Regions from separate parts of the Mus musculus genome. Here regions 1, 2, 3 and 4 are each linked to region 5. Evidence: chromatin contacts called from public Hi-C and promoter capture Hi-C data. All regions are on one chromosome and are shown on one strand. The core of a region is the stretch at or near the end of the contact, and the rest is flanking DNA. Distances in the headings are between cores, read along the strand shown. Region 1 holds the start of Rfesd (Rieske (Fe-S) domain containing). Region 2 holds the start of Rps23 (ribosomal protein S23). Region 3 holds the start of Tmem167 (transmembrane protein 167). Region 4 holds the start of Vcan (versican). Region 5 holds the start of Cetn3 (centrin 3).

Region 1 (2,700 bases), core at 89-2,588, 5.8 Mb after region 5:
AACTGCAGATCTAAGAGGATGCTGGCTATTAAGAGATGTGAGCATTTTGAATTGTGAGGCGACAAGAAGAGAAAGGGCCAAGTGATCCAGTTCTAAGCTGATTTTGTTATGAATAAAATCTTGACCTTTCACTCCCTCTGATTGCAGTTGGTCTTTCTGGGAGGGAAAAAATGAAAAGCTTTCAGAAATTAAAAAACAAAAATATATATTGAATCCTTTCTAAGATTTTTACTTCATTGATCTGGTATACTGGGCAAAGTTGCTTTGTTATTGTTTTTTGGTTTTGTTTGTTTTAATTCCTAGGCAGATCTAAAGCCTAGCCAAGATTATGAGCTATTGAATCAAAGGATCATTAATTTTAAAAAATCCTTATTATTCTGTGTGAGCAGGGACATGCATGCTACAGCATAGTTTGTTAAGTCAGTTCCTACATCATTAAATGAGCTCTGGGCTACAACTCAGGCTGTCCCGTTTACAAGCACCCTTACTCCATGAATCATCTTGCTGGCCTCTTTTTTCTTTTTTCTTTTTTTAAAGCAGGGTGTCTGTGCTGCCCAACACTTGGGTTCAAGTGATCAACTTCAGCCCGGGTTGTGGGCTCTATAAGAGCTTGCCACGTGCCAGTTTACAGAGAATGCTTGCAAACCAGTAAGACTCATTTAGCTTGCACCTCTGAGCATAAGTATGGGGAGTTCTTATTGTGTTGCTCTTAATGTAACACTGAAAGAGAAATTGAAAGTGAAAACACACCATCTCCCCTTAAATCTAGTAATTTTTAAAAGCTTTGGTATACACAAATACTTAACCTATTTGTATCTCAAGCAATGAGTTATTTGTGTTAAAGAGAGCATATTACACATGGGAGCCTGTATGGTGTAGTGTATGGAATTGGACCTTTGGGTATACAGTATATGGCTGTAAAGTTTTCCCATGTTCTAGGTATTATTTCGCTTAGGGATGAGATTGCTGAGTGCATTTAAAATTTGGATAAATTTAGAGTGAGTCCGATTATCGTTCTTTGAAAAAAGAAAAGAGAAAGAAAATGATGCACCTACTCATATCCCACAAGAGCTAGAAAAATTCCACAAACAGGACAGCAGCCTGATGGAGGGACGGGAGGGGAGCCAGTACTTCCTAGCACGTGACCCCTGCCCCGCCTCCTCACAAACTCGCGTCGCGCAGGCGCAGGACGCAGGGGCTGCGGGAGCTGGGTGTTGAGGGCGGGGCGAGGACCCCAGCACAGTAAGTTAGGTTCTCGCGGTGCGGGAATTGGGTGAGGGGAGCGGGGCGGAGATTTCTGGCACGCTGCTGCTTCCGGTCGGACACCGCCCGGGCCTGCACTTCCTGCGTCCGCTGGCAGCGGTTCCGAGTCCTCGGGTGTCTGAGCAGGGAGCGTTTGGACCCTCGTGGACTGGCATTGGCAAGAGCCTCAGTGAACTGTTCGCCTTGACAGTTGGGCCACAGCCGGGACCTGCAGCCATTTAAATAGGCTTTTCCGCACTTGTGCCATAAACTATGAAAGCGAATCCTTCTGACGTCCCACGCACCCCAAATATTCTCCTGGGATGGCCGTCGGGACGACTGCTGGTTGCCGTGCTGTCCCTAGCGCCGCTCAATCTAGCAGCTGCGGCCTGTCTTCTTAGCAAATAAAACTGGTTTGAGAACTGCTAAAGCCATGGGGGTGGCTACCAGCCTTGCTGCGCTTCCTGCGGTTGCACCCAGCTGTATAGAGTAGAGGTGCCTTAACGTGGTTGTCCTCTGCACACCCTATGATACAGGCCTCTTAGGAAGCAGTCCGGGATTCAGACGCTGGTGAAACGCCTTGTCATCTTTAATACCAGACATTGGCAGTAATTCGCTCAGCTGCACGGCTTCATTAAATTGGGCAAGTGTTTTACTTTAGATATTTGTGAAGACAATCTTGTACATTAGCATTCCTACATAAACATTCAGAACCATCTTTTCCGATACATGTGTGCACTGCGAATATAAAACTCTCTATACGTTTTTGCCGAACGGTTTTTGTGACTTTCAAGATGATTTTCTTTCAGGCCACATGTTTTTTGTTTTTTGTTTCTTTTCTTTTATAAATCGCTGGCTGCTAGTGACACGAAAGTTACACCAAGCAACATATGAGCTTACAGATATTTAATTTTGTGAGGAGTAATGAACATTTACACGCAAAGTGTCCAAGCGGTAGTGAAATGTAGCTAGTCAAATGTATTTATTATCATCAAACTGCTACTGACTAAAGCATTTCCCTTCCCTGAGCCTAAAAGCCAGGGTGTCACCCTGGAGATAAGCACTGTGATAATTTGTGGGCCAGGTCCCCACTCTAAGAGTCCCTGAGTCATTGCTCAAGAGGAGTGACACATGAGTGTGAGTACCTTTAATTTCATGTCTTTTGTCTTCAGTGACTTTATACTTGAATGAATTATCTACATTAGAAAGGTGTTTAAAACTGTCGGGGCCATCCACTTATCTAAAACAAATAGTTTTATATGGAATTCTCACTTTAAGAAATCTAATTTTAGGGATCTACGAACAACAAAACAGTTTTTATTTTTAAAGACAATGGTAGAACAGAACATTTTTTATTTTTATTTTTTTTTGTCAAAAACTGTATTAAAAATTATGTTCTCCAGCACTATAGCACTTTAAAAACAGTGATTTTGGAGGGAGAGCCAAGGCATTATTTTT
Region 2 (2,700 bases), core at 191-2,690, 9.1 Mb before region 5:
CAGCAACCAGAACTTCATCATTTTCCTGAAATAAAATAAAGGCCATTTTAGGTATCAGTGGCAATTAAAATACCCACCTGGCAAATTAAATATTAAAAGAAATAAAATAAGTCACCTCAATGAAGTTCAGGCAGCCATCATTGGGCACGAACGCTGTGATCTTCTTCCCGTTCTTAATGAGCTGCACCCTGACGCACTTCCTGATGGCAGAATTTGGCTGTTTGGCCTCAACCCCTCTGCAATATCAATGGCACATGTGAAGTCAGTAAGGTTTTTAAAATTCGATTAAGAATAAAAGTAGAAGCAGCTCCTAGTCAATCCAGTCTCAAATCCTGCAGATGCCACTATTTTAATGAAGTTTTTACAGGCAAAATCGAACTTTAGCGCCACTGGAGTGGTAAAAATGAGGATTCAAACTCTTGTTGCGAAATTTGTGAACGCCACACACAAAAAAAAAAAATCATCACTCTAAAAAGCCAATGCACCAGAAACATGCCAGAAAAGGAATTTTCTCAACTCCAAAAAGATACTAAGAATGTACCAGCTGCTTAAGGTATAGCCCCCCCCCCAACTGTTCAATGTATGCTTTAGTATGTACTATATTACTTTTACTTCTTCCATTCCTTCCAGACTACAGCCGAAATTAAAAACTTTAGTAATCTCATCCCTGGCCGAACATAAACAAGCACATTTCCCATTTTTTCCTTATAAAAACCCCAACCAACGCAGGCTCAGGATCTTTTGCGACTTTTGAAGAACTACTTCGTTCTCAACTACGGTAAACCATCGCTTCTAGCGCGCAGCTTTTGACTTACACTTTTTCCAGCACAATTCCCTTTGCATGAGAGGCACCCCCAAACGGATTGGCCTTCAGGGCTGTGCCCAAGTGGGCTTTCTTGTACTGTTTGTCATGCCACTTCTGGTCCCGTCGGTGACTGCGGAGCTTCCGGGCAGTTCGGAGACCACGACACTTGCCTAAAAAACACACATCACTGAATGCTCCGCAAACCGAGCCCGCGCTTCCGCACACGAGCTTCAGCAGAAGGGACGTTTGCGCCAGAGACCTGTGGCTCCTCTTAGCACGTGGGCCAATTACCCTCGAAATCCCCTAACTCGGAGCTGCACACAAACCCAGGCTGGGGCCTTTACGCTTACTTAAATTTCCAGGGTAATGGGTCCCGGCAAGGCCGCCCGAAGGCCGCAGGAACTCTTCCGTATGGCCACGTGCCCGCGGGACGGCGCCCCTTCTCCCGACCTCCGCCCGGTTACAGCCCTACTCTCCGCTCTATCTCCCCACGATAGGCCGTATCCCGAGCTCTAGAGCCCTGCGGCGGCCCCTCAGCCCAGCCCCGCACAGCTCACCCATCTTGCCGGCGCCACGGGCCCAAGAGAAAGAGAGAGGAGGTGCAGGAAGGACCCACAAGGCATTGCGGGAAGCCCCGCCCAGCCGAAGGCCCCGTGCGGCTGTCCAAGCGGCGCCTGTACCGGGGAGTGTGTGGGTGGAGGAAACGATTCAGTGCCTCCACTTTTGTGAGACACAGAGTTTTGTTTAATATGTATCAAATCCAAAGCAATTTCATTTACGCTGTTATTTCCTTTTCAGGCAAATGACAAGGCTAGAGGAATACGGACTACCAATCCCAGAAATCTTTGCGCTAACTGCTCACTGCGCAGGCGTCCTCTGCAACTCCCTCAACCCACCCCCCCACCCCCCCACACCTCAGGCCCAGGGCTGGGCGGTGCTAATTCGGAAAGGGCGGAGCGGGGTGGGGCTGGACGGAGTAGGAGGTTCCCAGCGTCAGTAAATTGTAAATTTTAGTGAGGCAATGATTCAGTGATGAAAAATCGATTATTTTTGTTGTTGTTGTTTCTAGCCAGACTTGAGCTTTAAACAGTGAGCTGACATTTGTTGGTTGTGCGTCCTTGCTTAATTCTAGTACCTTTACAACCCGAATCTTTCCTGTAGTTTTTCTGGGATGTTGAGTCACATAAAAATGAAAATTTTAATGTCTTTGCACTGGATATTTGGCAGTTAAGAGAACGAAGATTTTTCTCGTTAAGTTTATATTCTAGGTAAAGGGACAGAGCCTATAAATATAAAAAAATATCTTTACACACTGACAAATGTTATAGAAAAATGAAGCTTTTTAGTGAAGGGGTGGACTTTAAGAAGGTATCCCTGTAGGTTACATTTGAGCTGGGAGCCTATATTTAGCATAGGATACAGCCTTCCAGAAGTGAAAGGTGGTTCTCTTGTCAATTGAACTGAGAGATTAAAAAAAAAAAGCAACAGTGGTTCTGAAAGCCTGGGCATTACAGAACTTTACAGCTGGGCATGGTGGTGCATGCCTTTAATCCCAGCACTTGAGAGGCAGAGGCAGGTGAATTCCTGAGTTTGAAGCCAGCCTGGTCTACAGAGTGAGTTCCAGGACAGCCAGGGCTACACAGAGAAACCCTGTCTCAAAAACAACCAAACAACCAAACAAACCAAACAAACAGAACTTTACCGCAGTAAAGCCTTCTGAAACTCTCCTCTGATATTAAATCTTTAGATTTAAGCTGGGGATTCTTTTTTTTTTTTTTTTTTTTTTTTTAGATCTGTTTATTTTATGTATGTAAGTACACTGTAGCTCTACAGATGGATGTGAGCCTTCATGTGGTTGTTGGGAATTGAATTTTAGGACCTCTGCTCCCCGGTCG
Region 3 (2,700 bases), core at 48-2,547, 8.3 Mb before region 5:
TGTTTTTGGAAAAAGTTAAAATACTGTACATCTTAAATTATCTTGATTTTATCTAAGTAGGAGAGGATGTAAAATGTACCTTTGACTAAGAGCAAAGTCATTCTACTTGTTTCTCGGTAAATAGGCAAGAAAGCAACTTTTCAAGTTCTGTAACTGTTTATTAACATCCTTTTGACCAAGAATATACTATCTGCAGTACGAAGTAAAAAAAAAAAAAAAGGCTTTAATGGACTCAAATTCAGTATCTTCTAATCGTAGAATTTGAGGTCTAGTGGGGGTGGGAGAGTCCTGGCTGATTTTGAGATGATAACACAACAAGCTTTCTCTAGAAATATAGTTATAAATGGCTTCTAAACCCACTGAAGTGATAGTGAAGGGAGATTCCTGCATTTACCAGACTACTGAAAAGATGCATTCATAGATCTTTAAAAGTTAATTACTAATGTTTACTTTACTCAGGGGCTTTCTGTTCCTTGTCCTGACCTTTGTTGTTGTTGCTATTTGTGATTTATAGTGTAAGGTTTTCTGAGGTTTAAACTATTAAACAATCAATAATAACACGCATAGGAACTCCCAAAGTGAGTGGTGGTCTGCGAGTAAGGCTCAAGTTCCTTCGAGACAGTAACTAAAATCATTAAAAACATTCGTTTGCAAAGAAGTGTCTTTAGAATTGAAAAAACGATGAGGGAGGGGCCCTATCTCGCCATTGATTCCACAGGTAAAACGGAAGCAGTAGTATCTAGTGTTAAGAAAACCGGCAATCCATTAATTACTGCAGAAAGATGCAGGTTGGGTGACACAGGGAACACATAAAAGAAAGGGGAAAGGGGGAGACTGAGACTCCAGCGTTTGAAAGTGTATATCCGTCCAGATATTTGTAGCAGATGGCAATCGGCTTAGTGGAATGCCACCGTAATTCCACACTAAACAACGCAGCAAGTCGGCCTCTTGGCGAGGGGCCGAGTCCACCACCCGGGTTCTTCCTAGGACTGTTGGCCTGATGCTCCGGGATGTGCATCGCGGCCGCATGACTCCCAGCCTGTGCACCCTCGGATCCCCGGAGAATCACGCTAGCGCCAGGGCTCCCGCGCCCCACAGCGCCCGCACCATCCCCGCCGCCCCGCACGAGCCGCGGCCCCGCCGAGAAACTCAACCGCGGCCAGGAAGCCCAGGTTCTTACCATAGTGAGGCCGGTGCTGGTCCAGCCACATCACCCTTCCGGGCCGGGGCGGAAGAGGATGCAGGCCCGCTGTGCTTCCCGCTCGCTCCAGCGGTCCGGTTGGACCTATCGCGGCGCCTCCGCCCATGCCGCACCATTCAGACTCCGTGATAGGCTTCTGTTACCGGAAGAGGTGGGACTTGGCCGACGACTCGCAAACCACGGTATTAGCGGATTCTCTCATTGGGCGCATCGGTTTATCTCTGGCGTCCACAATTTTTAGAAGACCGGAAGTGGAGTACTGAGAGGTAGGGCCCGGAAGTGGCTGTGGTGTCTTTCCAGAAGCAATGCATTTTTTCCCCCCTTTCTATGTCAACCTCCTGTAGTCCCTGATTTTAGCTTTAAAGCTGCGCAGTGCGTGCTTTTTACCCTGTCTGTGACCCCCTGAGCCTTTTGTAGATGTAAGGTTTTCCCAATGTGAGCACCTGTTGGGCTCCTTCCTAAGTGTCTCTTTCTGTGTCACGTGGAATTTTCAGTCGTGAGGGACTCCTTGGAACTGTGCTGAGCTGCTCTGTGGTGGAGACTTGGATTTAAAAGGCTGCGTCCAGTGTGATGACCCACCAGCCCCTCCCGCCAGCCAATGCTGGCCTTGGCTGGCCCCCTCCTTGTTTGCACACTCTACATCCGGGGCTTAGACGTTCTAGGCCGTGGGGAGAGGGAAAGAACTCTGTGGTAGCTACTGGAAAGGAACGGCCCATTCCCGAGGGGATTATTTGGCTAGTATAAAACCAGTGGGTGAGAAACGATTTCACCTCTAGTTCTCTTTATGAGTTTTGTAGATACGGGGAAGATGTAATCTGATGTGTTCAATTTTATATACATTCTTGGAATGATTCTGAAGTCGGGCACTTTCCCCACTCTTCCAAGTGTATCAAAATTATGGAAATCCTGTGTGTTTAAATAATTGTTTTTTTCCTTTAGTCAGTATGGCTCTAGTATTTATTCAGAATGTTACCCATTCTTTAACTTAATGACCTAGAAGAAGTATAGAAAGCTTTAGTGAAGGAAACTGATGTGATATGTTAATTTCTAACCATTATTTAGCTGAATCATGAGAATCTAGTACTTATGGCAACACAGTACTTTTACCTAGTGCTATGCTATATGTGATTGTGTTTATTACTGCATTGTCATCCAAGATTTTATTTGAAATTATTACTACATTTTTAAAATCAGTTATACCCAACTGCTAAACCTGTTGATCAAATACTCAAGTTCAGAATCTGCATCTTAGTGGTATCAGGAGACTGCAGGACAAGGGATTTCTTTGAGTATTTGAATGGGGGACTGGGGATTAGGCCAATAGGAGAAGTGATTGTCATTGAATAGTCTCAAAATTGCTTTGTGTTATACTTACTATTTAAGTTGACTAACCATGAATGTTTCAAATGTAGACGTAGAAAATATGTTCTGAGCTCAGTAAGTTTGGGTTTTACAGTAGTGAAAGTGTTGGTAGATGTTATAACTGACTCTATTCATAT
Region 4 (2,700 bases), core at 92-2,591, 8.0 Mb before region 5:
ACACACCGGGGGATGAAATTGTACTGATAATCCTACCACATGTTTATCACTTAAGATCTATGATCATATTGAATCTACAAACCTTAGAAAAGGAGCCCACATGCAGAAGGGTCTAGGTTACAACTTTAGAACTGTGGTTGGCAGCCAATCTAATTAAAGAAATCCAGGGTAAAGACAAACTCTCTGCGTTAATCACTACCGTTTCTGAAGCCCTGTGTTTGATGTCATTCTCTAAGCAAAACATTCAGAGTCAATAATTACAAGGATATTTCCATATTGGTGTAGGAGGAAAAGTTTGTAATTGTTTCAGTACCCTGAGAGTTACTTCGACATGTCTTGCGAACTTATTTTGTCCTCTCTCTAGAAACTCATACTAGACTTCAACGTAACGGAAAATTCAAAGTCGCCCTTTTGTGAGGGTCAGAAATCCTTTGTATTAACTGTTTGACCCTTTGCTCTTTAAGGTCCTAATGGAGTCTTTTGTGATTCAGTGAAGGGTGTGCTTCTCTATATTGATGTTGTTTACATCGATGGATAAGCCTGAGTAGGGGAAAAAAAAAATTGCGAACGTGAAAGATTCCATTTCCAGACAACATGGAAAGACTGGTAAGTCAAAGAAATCTGAGTTAGGCAGAAAATTCTGCAAGATATCCTGTGAAAGACAGAGGTATGGAAGAAGGAAGGAAGCGAAATACATTTAAGGAAAGACGCGGATTTGTGTCAGAGAAAGGATTCTCTTTGAATGGGACAAGGGATTGCTTGGGGGGATTTCCTGTCCAACCCTTTATTGCCAGGGTCTTTGTGTAGGGCCTGATGCCGCGGGCTCCCCATTGGGCAGTTCCCTAGGGAGAGCAGTCACGAAAAGCTTTTGCGTCTCCCTGGGGCTTGGGATCTCACTTTCTCAGTATCTCTTTCAGGTTGGCAGGAGCATTGAGCCTGACACCTCTTCTGATGGGACGAGCAAGCTCCGTGGTCGCATTAAACACATTATACGCAAGTTCTTGGCTGATGTTATAGAGTCCCGTCCGCTCCTAAGGACTGACCATACTTAATTGCTCTGTGCTTGCTGGCCGCAGCAGAGCCTGGGGACTCCTTTCCCCTAATTCAGAAGTAGCAGCCCAGGGCGGGGAAGAGGGGGTGGGGTGGGGATGGGTGGGAAGGCAGTTGTTTGAGACTGCACAGCGAGGTGGTACCGAGTCGTTGAATGAGGAGCACGGATTCCCCCCACCCCCAGCCGATTGGTACTTCTCATCAGGAAGAAACGCTGAGAGGTGGGAGTGCCTGGCCAGGGAGGCAGGCGGTCCCTACCGCAGGCTGAGGGAGCTCCTTTCCGCCCCTCCGCCTGTTTCCAAGCTTGGGCTCTTTGGAGTGACTGAGCTACGGAGCTCTTCAGGAGCCTGTGAATGAACCCTCCTCCTCCTCTCCCTCCTCCTTCTCGCTGAGTCTCCTCCTCGGCTCTGACGGTACAGTGATATAATGACGGTGGGTGTCACAACCCGCATTTGAACTTGCAGGCGAGCTGCCCCGAGCCTTTCTGGGCGAAGAACTCAAGGAGCGCGGGCGCAGCAGCTGTGAGCATTAGGTGCTGTGGCCAAGCGCTGGGACAAGGATCTGCCGCTACCAGCGCATCCTCTCTCCTCTCCAGCTCTGTCCCGCACTCGCTGCACCCTTCCCCAGGCCACCGCGCTTCCTATGTGATCTTCCGGGGCAACGCGGAGCCCTTTCTCACAGCTCAGCAGTGAATTTCCACCCCGAAAACTGCAGTAAGCCGCCTTTCAAGGTAATCACTTTTCTTTTGTTCCCCCATTTAAAAGAAAGAGGGAAAACTTGTTGGGAAAAGAAAACCGTCCAGCTTAGTAGGGGGAAAGACTCACATTGTAATTGGAAGAGGGCTTTAATTAAAGCCAAGAGGACTAGCTGTAAGGCGAAGTTAGAAAAATGTGCGCACTTTCAAACATGAAGGTAACTTGTTAAAGAGATGAATTCAGATAGACCTTGGTGCTGAAAAAGAGCTAGACAAAAGAAGTCCGGGGTGGGGTAGAGGAAAAGGACAAACCGAATAGGGGGAAGGGATTTTGTAGCGAAATCCTAGAAAAGTCCTGCTATCTTGAGTTGGAGGAATGGAATGGACTCCTCACACCTTGATTTTGTTCTCTTTAAAGTGGTCGAGGCAAAAGTTTGAATGGAGAGTCCCCAAACTTGCCCAAATGCAAGCCCCTGAAACCACCTTAGGGCAGACCACCTGGTTTCCTGGCTCCGTGTGTGTGGTCAGTATCTTTGGTTCCTGGAAAGTCACCTCTGGGCAGCTCCTGACAAGGCAGCAGGATACTTTAGCGGCCCAGGACCTGCACGGACATGACCCTTTCCCCCAACCCCTCAGGCAATGTGGGAGGCTATCTGGCAGGGGTTGGGTAGGGTCCTGGGGCTGCTTTTCTTTGATGACTTGAGGGCTGTCAAAGCTCTCTCACGTTGCCCCTGTGTTCTTTTGTCCTGCGCGTGGTGCTCCCGAGCCAGCCGGGAAGGCGCATTGGATGGGGGTGGGGTTGTTGGAACACCGTAGAGGTCTGGGAGGCTCCTGGGCGGGAAAGCTTTCCCTGAACTGGAGGGGTGTGCAGTATCTCCCCCCTCGCTCTGGAAAACGAAATGAAGGCTTGTCCCCCAATCTTTACTAGCAAACCAGGACCCATAGATTCTCCAGAC
Region 5 (2,700 bases), core at 130-2,629:
ATGTCTTTAGGCCACTTTAACCCATCTTAGGACAAAGATTCATTTTCTAAATTTTAACAAAGCAGAGTAGCCTGGCAAATAAAGGAACTGCCCCTAAATCAATGTCCTGTAGTCAAATGTACTTTTATAAGAGAAATCCTAAACAAAGTCAAAAGCACCGAAAACACCATACATATTATTCATGTCATCTACCAAAAATAAAGAACAAAACAATGTCATCTACCAAAAATAAAGAACAAAACAATCAACCAGAATAGACTTGATTTTGGACAGCTTATAAATTCTCACAATTACTACAAAAAAACAACCATAAAACTTAAAAGATTACTTTTGCACTGTAAGCTCAAAATGTTTTTAGATTATACATTTGTAACACTGCTTTGTGGTTTTATTCCACTGATATTAGCCAGGCAAAATATAAAAGGGTCTAAACATTCAAATACTAGACACCAAAAAAAAAAAAAAAAAAAAATCACAGCATCTAATAGTCGTGCTTAAGTCTACGTGATGTTTAAAAGTGTTTTAACTCTCACTTAACATGTAAACGATAGGTTAAACGTCTTAAAACTCTGGAGAAGCTTAAAGAAAAATCTAAAAAGGGCACTTGGATCTGAAAATGTCTGCCTTCAAAAGCTGCCAATGCAAAAAGCGGTCCAAATGTGTAAACGAGGATACAGCACGTGTATCCGCACGTTCTAAAAGATGGAAGCTTTAAACCTCAAACCCTTGAAACTCGGCTAACTAACTGCTCGCGCTATTTACGTCTGGACGCCGTCGGGCTCAGGGACGCCGGCCCAGTGGCCCACGTGACCCCGGCTGCCCCCACTCGCCACACCCCCACGCCAGCTCCCGCCTCCTTCGTCACCCTGCGGAGCCAAAGGGGCGGCGCGGCGCGGCCCGCCCGGGGCACCTTTAACTGTAGATGGGCAAGGTGAGGAGCCAATGAGGGGAGGGATGGACGGAAGTGAAAGGACGGTGTCACGGAAACGAGCTCCACCCGAGACGCCTAGAGCACAGCGTGCCTCGGGGCCCGGGGAGAAAGGCGAGCGCTCCTGCGACTTTCCAGGGGGAATCAGGCAACCAGGGCTGAGTCCCGCAGTCGCGTGAGGGAAACCTCGCGAGACTTCACTCGGGCTGCGGCGGTGCCCGGAGGCGGGAACCGCCGAGGTCTGGTGCTCGGCGCTGGGCACCCGCCCCCGACCCGGTCTCCCGTCCACACCCGCCCTGGCCCTCTGGGGGGACGGAGGCACGGCCTCCTCGTTACCGACCTCAGAGCTAAACTCATTCTCTCTTCCGACAGAGATGTTCCACTCGGGGACTTTACCACGGGAACCGCTCAACAGCCACCAACCTCCACGCCTCGGGGACCACCCACCAGACAAGTTTCTGGGCGCGATTGGCTGAAATTGCCAACAGCCGGCCTATTGGGGCGGAAGCGTCGCTGCTCTTCTTTTTTCATTGGTCAGCATTCATGTCAATCAAGTACACATTTTTTGGCCCTGGTTGTCAGTCTGGCTCCCTGGATTGGCCAGGTTCTTTCCCGACTCCCTTGCGCGCGTATTAGAGTCACCACGCGAGACTCAGGCAGGCAAGGCGAGGCCCCACGCGTGACATGCACGGCGTCGACCGAGGGAAGGGAAAAGGCCAGCCCAAGCAGCCTGCTCAGAACGAGGGAGCAGTTTATTGGGGAACCAGGTCTGCGAAAAGATGTACAATTTTAGGTGGCCGGTGCACCTGAGAAACTTAAATCTAAAGGCGACATTCTTTATTCTTAGTTCAGTGAGGACCAAGCTAAGCGTTCTCCCCCGTACATCTCCCAAGTGATTTTAAGGCAGGCTGGATTATGGATTAGGCTTCTCGTTTTGCTGTTTTGTTAGGTCATTTACAATGAGACTAGCCAAACCACCCTTTTCTTCTGTGCGATTGGAAATGTGTGCTTGCTTCTGCTTCTCATTTTCTAGTGCTATAAAGTGTTTATGTGCGTCTTATCTTCACTGCCCACCAAGCCTCTTAAAGTTTACTTAGATCATCAGACTGCGAGCGAGACTGACTGTCTTCAAGGCCAGGGTTCTGTTTACACGAGTATTTGTACCAAACAAAATATCTGGAACTTAGGTGCTCCATAAATATTTGATGCATAAAATGAGGTATTATTGTGGAAAACTTGGAAACTACTGAGCTAACCTGCAGTGCTTATCGGTATAAATACAATAAACTGGGGCTAGGAATTAGAAACGGCAAATACTGTATGTAAGCTTATATGTGAACGAAGGACGCTGTGTAATTGGCTATGCATGAGTTAAGCTAGAGTGTAGATAGGAATTTGGACAAGTAAAGGATTGGGATAAAGCTAAAAAGTAATAGCTAAATGATAGCACTCCCAAAACCAAAGTAGAAAAATGTTGAAGAACTCAACTGGGCATGGTGCTACACATGTTTAATCCCAGCACCCAAGAGACATGTAAGCAGATCTTTGAATTCTTTACATTGTGAATTGCAGGCCAGCCAGGACTAGTAGTAGACCCTGCCTAAAATATAAAAATTAAGTACTTTTACTAACAAGTTTAAAAGGAAATTAGGCCAAGCAGTGGTGGCTCACGCCTTTAATCTCAGCACTTGGGAGGCAGAGGCAGGTGAATTTCTGAGTTCGAGGCCAGCCTGGTCTACAGAGTGAGTTCCAGGGCAGCCAGGGCTACACAG

Evidence for each region. Promoter capture Hi-C pulls out the DNA fragments that hold promoters and counts their contacts. A called contact is a pair of places that touch in the nucleus more often than the background predicts.
Region 1: a contact with region 5 is called in a promoter capture Hi-C map of pre-B cells, with 2.7 times the contacts expected there. The contact joins the promoter of Rfesd here to the promoter of Cetn3 in region 5. A contact is called at or near these places in 1 of 39 promoter capture datasets (pre-B cells) and 1 of 484 Hi-C or Micro-C datasets (CD4 T cells).
Region 2: a contact with region 5 is called in a promoter capture Hi-C map of pre-B cells, with 4 times the contacts expected there. The contact joins the promoter of Rps23 here to the promoter of Cetn3 in region 5. A contact is called at or near these places in 1 of 39 promoter capture datasets (pre-B cells) and 1 of 484 Hi-C or Micro-C datasets (CD4 T cells).
Region 3: a contact with region 5 is called in a promoter capture Hi-C map of pre-B cells. The contact joins the promoter of Tmem167 here to the promoter of Cetn3 in region 5. A contact is called at or near these places in 1 of 39 promoter capture datasets (pre-B cells) and 1 of 484 Hi-C or Micro-C datasets (pre-B cells).
Region 4: a Hi-C map of pre-B cells shows a contact between it and region 5, with 5 times the contacts expected there. The contact joins the promoter of Vcan here to the promoter of Cetn3 in region 5. A contact is called at or near these places in 1 of 39 promoter capture datasets (pre-B cells) and 1 of 484 Hi-C or Micro-C datasets (pre-B cells).

What each region holds. Positions count from the first base shown.
Region 1 is chr13:76,017,200-76,019,899 of GRCm38.p6, reverse strand. Rfesd (Rieske (Fe-S) domain containing) reads left to right here and starts at 1,338. Exons shown (of 4, transcript NM_178916.5): 1 at 1,338-2,379. It also overlaps the pseudogene Gm4165.
Region 2 is chr13:90,921,862-90,924,561 of GRCm38.p6, reverse strand. It overlaps Rps23 (ribosomal protein S23), which reads right to left and starts at 1,440. Exons shown (of 4, transcript NM_024175.3): 1 at 1,363-1,440; 2 at 816-975; 3 at 116-236; 4 at 1-25. The coding sequence starts at 1,366.
Region 3 is chr13:90,088,264-90,090,963 of GRCm38.p6, reverse strand. Tmem167 (transmembrane protein 167) reads right to left here and starts at 1,297. Exons shown (of 4, transcript NM_025335.3): 1 at 1,181-1,297. The coding sequence starts at 1,183. It overlaps Xrcc4 (X-ray repair complementing defective repair in Chinese hamster cells 4), which reads left to right and starts at 1,356. Exons shown (of 8, transcript NM_028012.4): 1 at 1,356-1,467.
Region 4 is chr13:89,741,153-89,743,852 of GRCm38.p6, reverse strand. It overlaps Vcan (versican), which reads left to right and starts at 1,341. Exons shown (of 15, transcript NM_001081249.1): 1 at 1,341-1,780. All of the region lies in intron 1 of Gm4117 (a long non-coding RNA gene), which reads right to left.
Region 5 is chr13:81,781,926-81,784,625 of GRCm38.p6, reverse strand. Cetn3 (centrin 3) reads right to left here and starts at 1,379. Exons shown (of 5, transcript NM_007684.4): 1 at 1,269-1,379. The coding sequence starts at 1,285.